2 separate regions of the Ovis aries genome follow, and region 1 is linked to region 2. Evidence: chromatin contacts called from public Hi-C data. All regions are on one chromosome and are shown on one strand. Each heading gives the region's core, a stretch centred on a gene start, on an enhancer-like site or on the middle of the called end of the contact. The rest is flanking DNA. Distances are from core to core; before and after follow the strand shown.

Region 1 (5,565 bases), core at 2,561-5,060, 87 kb after region 2:
TCTCCAGGGATCTTCCCAACCCAGGGATAGAACCTGGGTCTCACGCATTGTAGACAGACGCTTCACCAAAAACTTTCTGCGAGATAGAAAAGGTCACAAAAGCTTAGGAATTAAGATTGCCCCTGCAGAGTTCCTGATGGCCCAGTGGGTTAAACCTGCAGTGTCAACGCAGGGGGCCAGGTTCGATCCCACAGGCATGTGGTGCGGCCAAAAGATGAAAAAAAAATAAGATTGTACTGGATTTTTCAGTAGCAATGTTGAATATTAGATACCATTTCAAAAAATCTGGAGAAAAAATATTCCAGCAAGATAGATTCAAATGATTATATTGAAGGATATGTAAAATGCATAAAATCACATCTCCTGGGTGTAGGGCCTTTGGTCCCAAACTGCCACCTACCTTTTACACTCAGCTTGAAGGAGGTGCAATTCATGTACAAAAGCATCAGCTAGTTTGAAGTCTACTGCTCAATGGGTTTTGACTAGTGGTTCTCAACCAGAGGCAGTTTTGCCTCCCAGTATAGGTATCTGGCAATGTCTGAAGATGCTTTCGGTTGTCACAGCTTGAGGGGTGGGGCAGCTATACAGAGCAAGTGCGACAGAGGCCAGGGATGCTGTTGAACATCCAGGAATGGGCAGGCCATGCCTCAGAACCAAAAGTACGCTGCCGAGAACGTCAGGAGAGCCAGGGCTGACAAAGCCCGGCTTTGAAAATAGACGTGTAATCGACACCGTAATTGCGATACAGAACAGTTCTCACCTGAGGTTTCCGGTTCCCTTTTGCAGTTAATTCTCTCTACACCCTGCTATGCTTAGTTGCTCAGTCGTGTTCCACTCTTTGTGACCCCATGGACTGTGGCCCACCAGGCTCCTCTGTCCGTGGGATTCTCCAGGCAAGAATACTGGAGTGGGCGGCCATTTCCCCCTCCAGGGGATCTTCCCGACCCAGGGATTGAACCCAGGTCTCCCGCATTGCAGGCGAATTCTTTACTGTCTGAGCCTCCAGGGAAAATGCTGATCTGCTTCCTATCACTGTGGTTTTGATTTTTCTAGAATTTCACAAAAGCGGCCTCATCCTGTAGATAGCCTTTTGGGTCTTGTTTCTTTTGTTTGGCATAATGTTCCTGTGATTCATCCACCAGCAATTCAATCCCTTTTATTGCCTTGAAGAGTTCTACTGTATGTATGTACCACAGTTTGTTTATCTAGTCACGCAGTGAAGGAAAAGTTGGGCTGTTTCCAGTTTGGGGCAATTATGAAGAGGTCTGCTATGGACATTGATGAATATGACTTTTATGTGGACATATGTTTTCATTTGGGTAAATATATTTCGTTTCCTTTGGGTAAATATATAGGAGTAGAATTGATGGGTCATAGTAAGTATATGTTTAATTTTATAAGAAATTACCAAATTGTTTTCCACAATGAACACCATTTTACAGGCCCACCAAAAATGCTTAAGTTCAACTGCTCCATATGCTTGTCAACATTTGGTGTTGTCCATCTTTTCAGCATAAGCTTCTGTGATTAATGATTTGTTCAGCATCTTTTCATGTGCGTGTAAACATTTGTATAACATATTTTTCTAAAGTGTTTGTTCAACTCTTTCCCTTCTTACAGAAAGTATACTGATTATCAAATGTCGAACTCACTTTGAAGTCCTGAACATGTCCCCCTTGAACAAGATGTAGTATCCTTAAAAAGTATCGTTTGGTGTGTCTTGCCGATATTCTTTTAGGACTTTGAGCCTTTAAGTTCATGAAGAATATTTGCCATGGTTTTACTGCAGTTTACTTTGTTTGGTGTTGGAGTGATGCTGATTTCGTAAAATGAAATGAGAATTTTCTCCCTCCTATATTTTCTGAAAGTATTTGTGTCGGATTTGTATTATTTCTTTCTTAAATATTTGATGGAATTTGTCAGAGAAGCCATCTAGACCGGGCTATGTATGTTTATGAAGGTTTTGAATTACAATTCCATTTGTCTAATAATATGGACTTACTCTTACATTTTATTTCTTCTCATGTTTGTCTTAGTAATCTGTATCTTTTAAGAATGTGACTGTTTAATTTACCTTTTGGGAGACATATTCTTGCTCATACTCTTTCCTTACTAATTTTTAAAAATGTTTGTAGGATCTATGGCATTTTCCCTCTTCCATCCTGACCTGAGAGCCTTGTGAGGCCATTATTACTTTGGATAGGATCTTCAGTTTGTCGCCGAGTTTAGGTTAAAAGATTTGCTCAAGGTCAGGCCGGTGCTAAGTGCCAGAGAATGGACTCCAAACTCACTACCTCTACTAATTATGCCATAATATGCACAGTCACATCAGAAAACAACTTTGGGCGTGTTGATTTATTGACCCACATATATGCGTAGCCAGGACCCAATTACTTGGATGGTAGGCAGTAGGATGGGACATACACTGACTTTGGTTTGAACAGGTTTGAACAAGTGATATCACAACTGCTTGCTGCCTGACCTTGGGAACATTAATTTATCTGAGCCTCCTTTTCTCCACCTGAAATAAGATATGATTACCTTCCTCGTAGGGTTTTCTTAAGAGTGAACATACATAAAATGCTTGAACAGTAACTGGATGTTGCTTAATAGTATGGTCATTTTCGTTAACTATGAAAATAACTGAAACTATTTACTGATTCACACTCTGTATATGGGAACAGCAATCTTGACCCACTATCAAAAGGAAGATATTAAGCCTTCCTACTGGACTACTCCGTTTCACAAATGAAGCATGGATAGGTGAATGTCAAAGTTAAACTGAAATTATTTTAAGTGTTAGTTTGCTTTTGGAGGTCACCTTTCCAGGAACAGGAATCTTGTGAGAATTGAGCTACATCTGTATAAGTCCTGTTTTTTGAACAGCAGTATAAATGCAGAGAAAAACGTGGATAAATCAGTTAATGGTAGTCATCTCTGAGGGTTGGGATAATGGTGGGGCCATTCACCTGTTTGTTTGTTTTTTAGTGCTTAAAAAAAATAATGATGGTGACCTAGAGGAGTGGGATGGGAGGAGAGGGAGGGAGGCTCAGGAGACACAGGATACCTGTACACATACAGCCGAGTCATGCTGTTGTGTAGCAGAAGCTAGCACAGCATCGTAAAGCAATTAAACTCCAATTAAAAAATAAAAAACAGTGAGACAATACTACTTTCATAATCTGAAAAAAAGAATATGATTGAAAAAAGTTTGATGTGACTTGCACCAAGCCGGCTCCTCGAGACCATCTCTTCCCAGATGCTCCGCAGTCTTCCCGGCATTGACATCAGTGGAGTGGTCTCTAGATCCGGAATTTCTGTAAGCACCAGTCAGCCACTTGTGTCCTAGAATTTGCATCTGGTTTCCATAGCGCTGTGTCCCTTCCTTCTCTCCAGGCCTGGGAGCCAACACATTTTAGGATGAGAGCAAGTGTGCTCCTTTTAAAGGTGAGGTTTCACTGCCAGTCTTTCCAGCCTTGAACACGACCTCCTGAGGACATTATTGCTATTAAAACCGTTTTAATTAAACGTATTTGTAAACAGAGATTCTAAAGGGACTTGACTGTTATCTCACAGCCCAAGATGGCATTCGAACTTTGCCTTTCGTTATGCCTAAGAGTTATTTCCAAAGCCAACGCTGGACTCAATTTTACCCTTTCTGATCCTTGCTGGTCCATCCGGGTCTATCCGAGGCTCCCTTCCTGAGCTCCGTCTCTCCGTGTTTTCGCCTTTTCCGTTCTTTCTGGAGCTCCTGCTCTTCCCGGAGCTGGGAGGGGGTGGGGAGAGGCCGGCTTTGGCTCCGACAGCTGTGGGAGGAGCAGCGTGGCTTCCTGCGTCCCCAGGCAGCTTGCTTCTTCCGAGGGCTTTCGAGTTCGGTGTCCGGCAGCTGCTCCGAGGGTCCTAGAGTTTGAAATGCTTTCAGATCTCACCTTACTACCGTCTTAAAATGTCATCCTTCTCCAAGTTGACAAGCTCTCCAACCGGGAGGATGTCCAGGGGGTGTCGGTTCTTCTAGATGCTTCCCGGTGACTGATGGGTCCCTGGGCACGTACTCTTCTTTAGGTGATGCGCTAACCGACACCGCTGCCTCCTTCGCGAGTGTTTGGCTCTTGGTGATGGTTCGGGAACCCAACAAGAAGCTGGCTGTGCTCTGGGGGCCAGGCTAGGACACACCGCCCCCGCCCTTGACCCCGGGGAGCCTGGGTCACCCCCACTGGGAGTTTATGAGCTCTCACTATCTGGATTCAAGTTCACGAGATCCATACAGCATTTCATTCTCCACTTTTATGCTGGCTTGAATGTGAAACTTTAAAACAAATGACTTCAGGGGTGACTGCCCTTTAGAAAGAGTTGAGGAAATTTCAAAAAAGGATGTCACTAGCCATGTTCTGAACAAAGGGGAAAGTTGATGAGGTTACCCAATGACTCAGATTCCGGGGAATCAGCTGAGGGTTTCTGGCGGTTTCTGCCTTGTAGATGTGGATGCGTGACAAATCCTGTTCCTAAAGTCTTCCAGGCAAATGTCAGGGTGAGACCTGTGCGTACGCTTGCCAATTTGTTGTTGTCCAGTCGCTCAGTCATGTCCAACTCTGCAACCCCATAGACTGTAGCCCACCAGGCTCCTCTGTCCATGGGATTCTCCAGGCAAGGATACTGGAGTGGGATGCCACTTCTTCTCCCGGGGATCTTCCCAACCCAGGGACTGAAGCTGCATCTCCTGCATTGCTTTACCACCGAGCCACCTGGGAAGCCCTGAGTTGAGGTGTGGACACTGGCATTCCCCACCTGGAACCCTGGTCTGAGGCCCCCGCTGCAAGGCCTCTGCACGTGCCCCGCTGTGAGCCAGTGAAGCTACACTCAGTACAGAGGGAGAGAAAAGAAGCTTTGCCTTTATTACCCAGGTTCTCTCTTCATTTCCCCAGGAATTAGTAATAGGTTTTGCAGGCGACAGTGCTACAAAGGAGGTGTAGTGAGAGCAGGGATGGTTTTTATTGCTGCTTCTTGTTGGTTATCTGACATTTTCAGCCCCTGCCAGAGTCCAGTAAGAACAGTGACCTTTGAGGATAACCGTAAAAACTGCTAACATTCATTTTTGGGGACCGGCTCCGTGCACGGCTTCCCAGGGATCACTAAGGGTAAAGAATCCCCTGCAATATAAGAGACCCAGGTTTGAGCCCTGTGTCAGGAAGATCCCCTGGAGAAGGAAATGGCAACCCACTCCAGTGTTCTTGCCTGGCAAGTTCCATGGACAGAGGAGCCTGGGGGGACTATATCCTGGAGTCCCAAAGAGTCAGACACGACTGAGCTGGCACACACACTCACACTTGCATGGCCCTACCGGCTCCTCACTGCCCCCTGAAGGAGAGGCCACGTACCCGAGTGGACCATTTCTCTGCTGGTCCAGGGGCCGCGCTGGTGAGTTGTACCTGGATCTTTCACCTGCTGTGTTCAGGCTACGTCTCAACCTCTGCTGAAGGTCAGCGTGAGGAACAGCCATGCAATCCACGCTGTGCATTTCATTGTCCCATGGCCTTCAGAGGAACCATCTGTCATGGATAGTCTCAG
Region 2 (6,319 bases), core at 9-2,508:
ATGTACCATGTCGGGCAGACCACGGATTCTACGGAAGGCAGCCTCCTCCAGAGAACTTTCGCACAAAAAGTTGCTAGAAGGCCAGAACGGATGGTAACACACAGCCGCACGCTGTGCCAAGGGCGGTAACGCACCGGCAAGAGGGGACACCTCGGAAGACTCAGCCGGTTCTCATTAAGCGATCGCTGGGGGCCAAAGGAGCTCTACTCGTTACAGACGCTTCCTTACGTCCCTAAACATCCAGGTCCCTGAACGCATCGGAGGTGAACCCACGGAGTATCCACAAGTGAAGTCTCTTACGAAGCTGTATTTACAAACACGCACCCGAAAGCAAAGAGTGCTCTCCAAGCGTCTGCACTCCCCAGGAAGTCGACTTTGCAACGAGTCAAGAAGTTACATCGGGGCGCACAAGACACGCCTGGAGATCCAAACCAACAACCACACCGCTCCAAGTCGACGCTGGCAAACCCTTGGCCCAGAACTCGCGGTTCTGACGGGGGCCCCCTTCTCGAAGCTCGCACCACCACGGCGCAAAAATGAATGACGGTTGGAGCCGCGTTAGGTTTAAATTTCCTGGCTCCGGCCACAATACCAAACCTAATTAGAGCATGCGGTCAACGCTCGGCCCTCTCGGCGCGGTGTCGGGCAGCGCTCGGGTCGGCAGCAGAGTCGAGAGACAGTCGCACTCGTCCCCGCGCCCCCCCCGCCCCACAACCCCGCAGGCGAGAGCCCCCCACCCAGGAGTGCTCCGCCGGGCGCCCCCACGCCCCGCCGCCAGCACTCCAGCCCCGTCCGCGGTCCGGCCCCGCGGCCGGGACGCCCCCGGCCCGCAAACTCGGGCGCGCGCGCTTCCGTCCAGCAACCCGCGGCCGGGGCGGGGGCCGGGGGAGGGGAGCTACCTCGTACAGCTCCTCGGAGGCCATGGCGGGCGGCGGGGCGCGCGGCGCGGGGCAGGGCCGGCGAGGCGCCGAGCCGCCGGCGGCCCACACTTTGTTCCAGTCGGGTCCCTGCGTGGCCTGCGCTTCCTGCTCCGCGCGGCGCCGGGCGGGCGGGCGCTCACTCCCGCCGCTGCGGGCCGCCGGCCGGGTCGGTGCGCAGGAGCAGCTGCGCAACGCGCCCTCCGCGCCGCGCTCACTCCGCGGCGGGCCGGCTGGGGCTCGGGCTCATCGCGCCGCCGCGGGGCCGGGCCGGGCTGGGGCGGGCGCGGCGGCGGTGCACGGCGGCGCGCGGGCTCCGCGGCTCCCCCTCTCCGCGGTAGTGCAGAAAGCTTCCTACTTGCGGCCGAAAAACCTGCCCCGGCTACTGAGCATGCCCAGTGCGGCCGCCCGGCCCGGCCGAGCCGCGCTCCGGGTTTTCGGGCCGCCCGCGCGGGGTGGGGGGGGCGGGGCGGGGCGGCCGGCGGGCGGGGCGGCGCGGGGAGCGGCGGGCCGCGCTGGGGCTCGGCGGCCAGGCAGGCGGGCAGGAAGGGGCGGGGCCTGAGGCGGGGGCGGGGCCGCGAGCGGGGGCGGGGCCTGCTCGCCCCAGGGCCCTCCGGAGGTCGGGCAGAGCCGCGCGCCCGCCTCGACGTGGGGGGCGTGGCCGCGGCGCGCGTGGGAGGGGCCTGATCGCCCCAGGGCCCTCCGGAGGTCGGGCCGGCCGTGCGCCCGCCTCGACGTGGGGGGCGTGGCCGCGGCGCGCGGGGGCGGGGAGAGGGCGGAACCAGCTCGCCCCAGGGCCCTCCGGAGGTCGGGCCGGGCCGTGCGCCCGCCTCGACGTGGGGGGCGTGGCCGCGGCGCGCAGGGCGTGGCTTGTGGGCGGGCGTGGCCTGAGGGGCGGGGCCTGCTCGCCCCGGGGCCCTCCGGAGGTCGGACTGGGCCGCGCGCCCGCCTCGACGTGGGGGGCGGAAGGTGGCGGCTCACACGGGGGCGGGCACCGGCGAGCCCAAGGTTGGGTTCGGAGCCGCGCCGCCCGGCGCCCGCAGCCCGCCGCCCCGACGGCATTGGCGCGCGGAGCCCGTCCGGCCAGGGCCAGCCCGCCGAGGCCCGGCGGCGTGGCCAGGTGGAGCCCCCGCCCCTCCACGTGCCCGCCTCCCCCGCGGCCGCCGCCAAGACCCGGAGCCGGAGCGCGCTCCCGCTCGGCGGCAAGCCGGGGTGCGGGGGCGGGGGCCGGGGCGGCGCGAGGGCGCGGCCGCCTGAGCCCGGCCCGCAGCTTCCCCCGCGCCGGGCCTCCTTGTTCCTCTCGAGCGCCCGCCTCCCCCGAAGAGGAGCTGGGAGGAGGGGCCGGGCTCCGGGGAAAAGTCTGGGTTCCAAGGGAACGGGGCTGTCAGTCGTGGTTCTCCTGGGCGGGGCCGGGGGGGAGACGGGGGGGACAGCTCGGTGACCGGCGATGGGCAGGCTCCCTCTGCACTCGCCGCGGGAGAGGGGCATCGTGGACGAGGCCCCTGGGCACACCTGCCTGGACCCTGGACGTCTCCTCATCGCTGCGGAACGAGGAAGAGGCTGCGTGGCCCGACTGCCCCAAACGGCCGGCGACCGCCAGCCTCCCTGCGAGGAAAAGGGGACCTCGCGAGGCCCTGCGGACAGGCCGCTTCACGTGGCCCCCCATCAAACCCAGCCCTCTCCGCCCCCGGTGCATCCTCCGCCCCGGGCTCCAGTGAACTAGAAACCGACCTCCGAAAAACAAGGCTCCTCCCACCAGTTTCCTTCTTCAAACCCCGTTCGATGGTGCCCCGTACGCAGTTTAATGACCAAAAGGCTTCTCACAGACCCTGCTGTCCTTCCTGCCACACCGTCCTCTACCTACAAAAGAAGCTTGCCCCCCACCACCGGTGAACTGGAATTCCAGCGTCCCCACGCCCACGAACGAGCGCAGCGCCTGCCCTTAAGTCACTTCAAGTCGAATCACCATTGTCTCCACGGCGCCTGCAACCCCCTCTGCCTGGAATGCCCTCCCCCCTTTCAATCGTGAACTCCTGCTCCGACGTCACCCCAAAAGCAAAGCCTTCTGACTTCCAGGACCGAATGAGTCACCGCAGCCACTCGGCGCTCACCTCTGCGGACTCTGTTCTGTGCACTCTTCTCTCCCATCCCCCCGTTTCTAGACTACGACCTTCTCCCAGATCGCATCTTCAAGTTTGACGCTCCAGCCCCCACACTATACCTACAAAACAGGGTGTTTATTCTGTGAATTGGAATCCTGGCGTCCACAGCAAAGCCCCTGACACCTAATTCAGCTGATTCCATTATCTTACGCCTTGACAACAGCATCGCAAAGTTTCCACCTTCTCAGCCCGTCCAGGAGCTAGCTCCCTTTGACCGCCTAGCCAGTTCTCCCTCCCCTCCAAACACGAGCACCTCTTTTCCTTTCACTGAACATCTGCTACATGTGCTTATCGCCTCTGGCACACAGATTCGTCAACGGTAGTTGTAAGCTCCTTGAAGGCAAAGACTAAGCATCCTGTAGCCTCCAAGTCTCAAAAGTGGTGGTCGCCCAGCTACGCCGGTGCTCACTGACTTGCAGGAGGTGGTTCAGAGTCACATAAGTCCAAGAAAACACGAATAAAAAAAGAGGGACCCTCAGTATAAAGTGAACACACACATCTCAGCTAGAAACCCCCATACAGTCACAGACCGAAATAAATATAAAGCCCCCACTGTTTCTGAGGGGAGGGGAGCAAGACACCTGCAACTGCTACTCTCAGCTTTGGGGCTAGTCCATTTGATACACATGCGACCCTAACACAAGGAGACTTCCCTCACTGTGGGGAAAAAGGAAGGGCGGATTACAGCATTAAAAAAAAAAGCAACTCCAAAAAGCCGATGTATACAGACCTTCAATCCTGATGACCTGGATTATTTATGCTGCTGTGACCAGCATAAATATTAAGAGTAACCGCTAGGTAGAAGTCACCTCGGTAACAAGCCAGGAGTAAGCAAGCCATTCCCGTAAGCGCATGTCTCTCCTCCCAGGATGAGCCGGTTTCCATCTTAATCTAAGAGCAAGGCAGAGGAGACCTGTACTGAAGTACCCAACTGGTCACTGAGAAATTGAGCTCAGCTGTCCGCTTGGCTCCTCTCAGCCACCTAAAACACCACTGGCTTGTTTAATACCGTTTTGTTTTTGTATTCCACCTCGTTAGTTCAATCCGTCTTACTTTTAACCAAATTCTTCTCTCTCCCCTCACTCTTTAAATATAAACATTTTAGCGGTGCTCATAACAGAAGCAGATATGTCCAAGATCATTTAATGGCTTTAAATTTATACCACCTTTTATCAAAAAGTGAAGTTTCACAGTAGTTACCATGACCACGTGTGTGGGCGCTGTGAAAGTACTTTCTCGGTGAATTGAGAATAAAAGTGCAATCACATCCCCTAAACTCACCGAGGAAGATATCCGCATTGTGCCAAAAATACACGGGGCACAACGGTTTGTACTAGTGAAATATACAAATCTTAAAGATTACCGAAACGTCGAGAAGGAAGAAGATGCACACTTGTGATTAAAATACACATCTACCGGTTCTAAGCTTCAATTCTTACCTGAGGTGAGTGTGTGGTGGATACCAGCAGACACCAGCTATCTCCTTTTCCAAATTTGTACGGACAATGGGCAATCGACAGTCGGCAACACTCAAGACTATTCCGATCAGGAGTTACAGCAACTCCGCACCCCGGCAGAACAATGACTAATACCTTACATTAGAAGTTTTTTCCTTTCCCCACTCGACATCCCAACCAATCACTTCTTCCATTCTCCCAAGAATCTGCATTTCATCTACATTTGAATCCCAAGTCTCCCGAAAGGAGATGGGGGATGGGACAGGAAAGACAAAAGAAGCCAGGCTCTAGCAACCACTGCTCTCAGAGTTGGAGGCATTTTAAGGTTGGGTGGCTTGGAAAAGGGCCGATAACGATCCCCTTCATTATGCACCCCCCCAAAGCAAAATCAGTCTTGGCTACCTCCACCAAAACCTAAAATTTAACTGCAGTTTTTATCAAGAAGTGACCTAAGTTCGTTGGTTTGTGCATACTGAGACCAAAGAGAAGTTAAATGCCATCCTCGTTCTAGAGTAGTCACCCATGAAACTTGGGGAATTCCTATCTCACGCACTCAAAAGAAAGTAAGACAATTTCAGGCCTTCCAAAGCAAAACAGAGAAGCACAGGAAACTCGTAAAATAAATGCAGGTGCTAGGCCCTTCTCTGAATTTAGAGCCAACCAAGTCTTCCCTGCAAGCTTGAATTGGATGCCAGTGGCCCCCACTTTTCTAGACAACCCGCAACCTCTGTTTCCTGATTTCAGCTGCTGTTTCCCTCCCTGCCCAAATCATCACTTTTCCCATTTCAACCAGCAACTTCTCCCTGCCTACATCCATCTTAGTTCCAGGTTTTATTCTCTCTTTTGTGTGGGAACAAGTGCCTAATCTGGCTGCCACGTTGCTGTTTCCTGACCAAATGCTACGACTATTTGATCTCTGTGCCCCAGAGATAGCAGCTCTGAGACTTCTTCACATTTGCTCTCACCAGTTTCCTCTCAGGCTGAGGCTTCACCATTGGTCAAACCTCATCAGTTTACAGTCAAGGGTTATTTTCTTCCTGAACTAGATTGAGTGTTTAACCACAATTCCTTTTTATCTTTAAGCCAAAGCTGATTCTACCAAAAGAATCCTTGTTATATGTCTTTGGTATCTTTCTTTGATAGAAGCAATTGATCAAGACTAATAAAATTTCTCATTTGTAACTTTATACATTGTTCCACCTTCTGCAAGGAGAACAGAACTAAAATTCATAATGAGTAAATAATCGTGAGACACTGCCTTGACATTCGGTTGGCTTTATAACAGGGCAGTAACTAATTCATTTTAGATTCCTGAAAAAAATATCGAATGTAAATGTTCCCTGAATCATTGTGATGGGTGGGTCATTATGTTTGTCATTCAGGGGAGACCATCCCAGTAATCTTATTACCTTCTGGCCTTTTCTAGAGAGAAAGAGATTATCAATAGGACCAAATGGGCAGAGATGAGTACAAACAGTCTGACTGGTAACACCAGGTGCAAAGGAAGCAGTGGGACTCAGAATATGCTAAGGAACAGAGCAGGTGGGGGCTGAAACCTAAAGCAAAGAGTAAATGAATTTGAAACTAAAGCTCAGACCATACCCACAAACAGAAACGTGTACTGGGGCTTGATTTTTTTTCAATCACTAGTATTGCCCAGTGCAGAGGTTCGCAAATTGTGGTCCCCTGACCAGTAGCAACAGATTCACCTTGAATCTTATTAGAAGGACAAATTCTTTACCACCAGCCACCTACTGGCACCTAGCAATCTGTTTAACACGTT

Evidence for each region. A called contact is a pair of places that touch in the nucleus more often than the background predicts.
Region 1: a Hi-C map of tail adipose tissue shows a contact between it and region 2, with 2.2 times the contacts expected there. The contact joins the enhancer-like site here to the promoter of CDYL in region 2. A contact is called at or near these places in 5 of 16 Hi-C or Micro-C datasets (hypothalamus, liver, mixed tissues and 2 more).

Annotation. Positions count from the first base shown.
Region 1 is chr20:48,904,676-48,910,240 of ARS-UI_Ramb_v3.0, forward strand. No RefSeq gene overlaps it. Among named protein-coding and RNA genes, the nearest start is that of CDYL, 86 kb to the left of the region's middle. Within about 2 kb of position 3,811, at least 15 of the 54 cell types and tissues checked have an H3K27ac peak or open chromatin away from gene starts, as enhancers often do. A contact at or near this core is called in liver and tail adipose tissue, where this site is marked.
Region 2 is chr20:48,820,423-48,826,741 of ARS-UI_Ramb_v3.0, forward strand. CDYL (chromodomain Y like) reads right to left here and starts at 1,259. Exons shown (of 7, transcript XM_027958623.3): 1 at 900-1,259. The coding sequence starts at 923.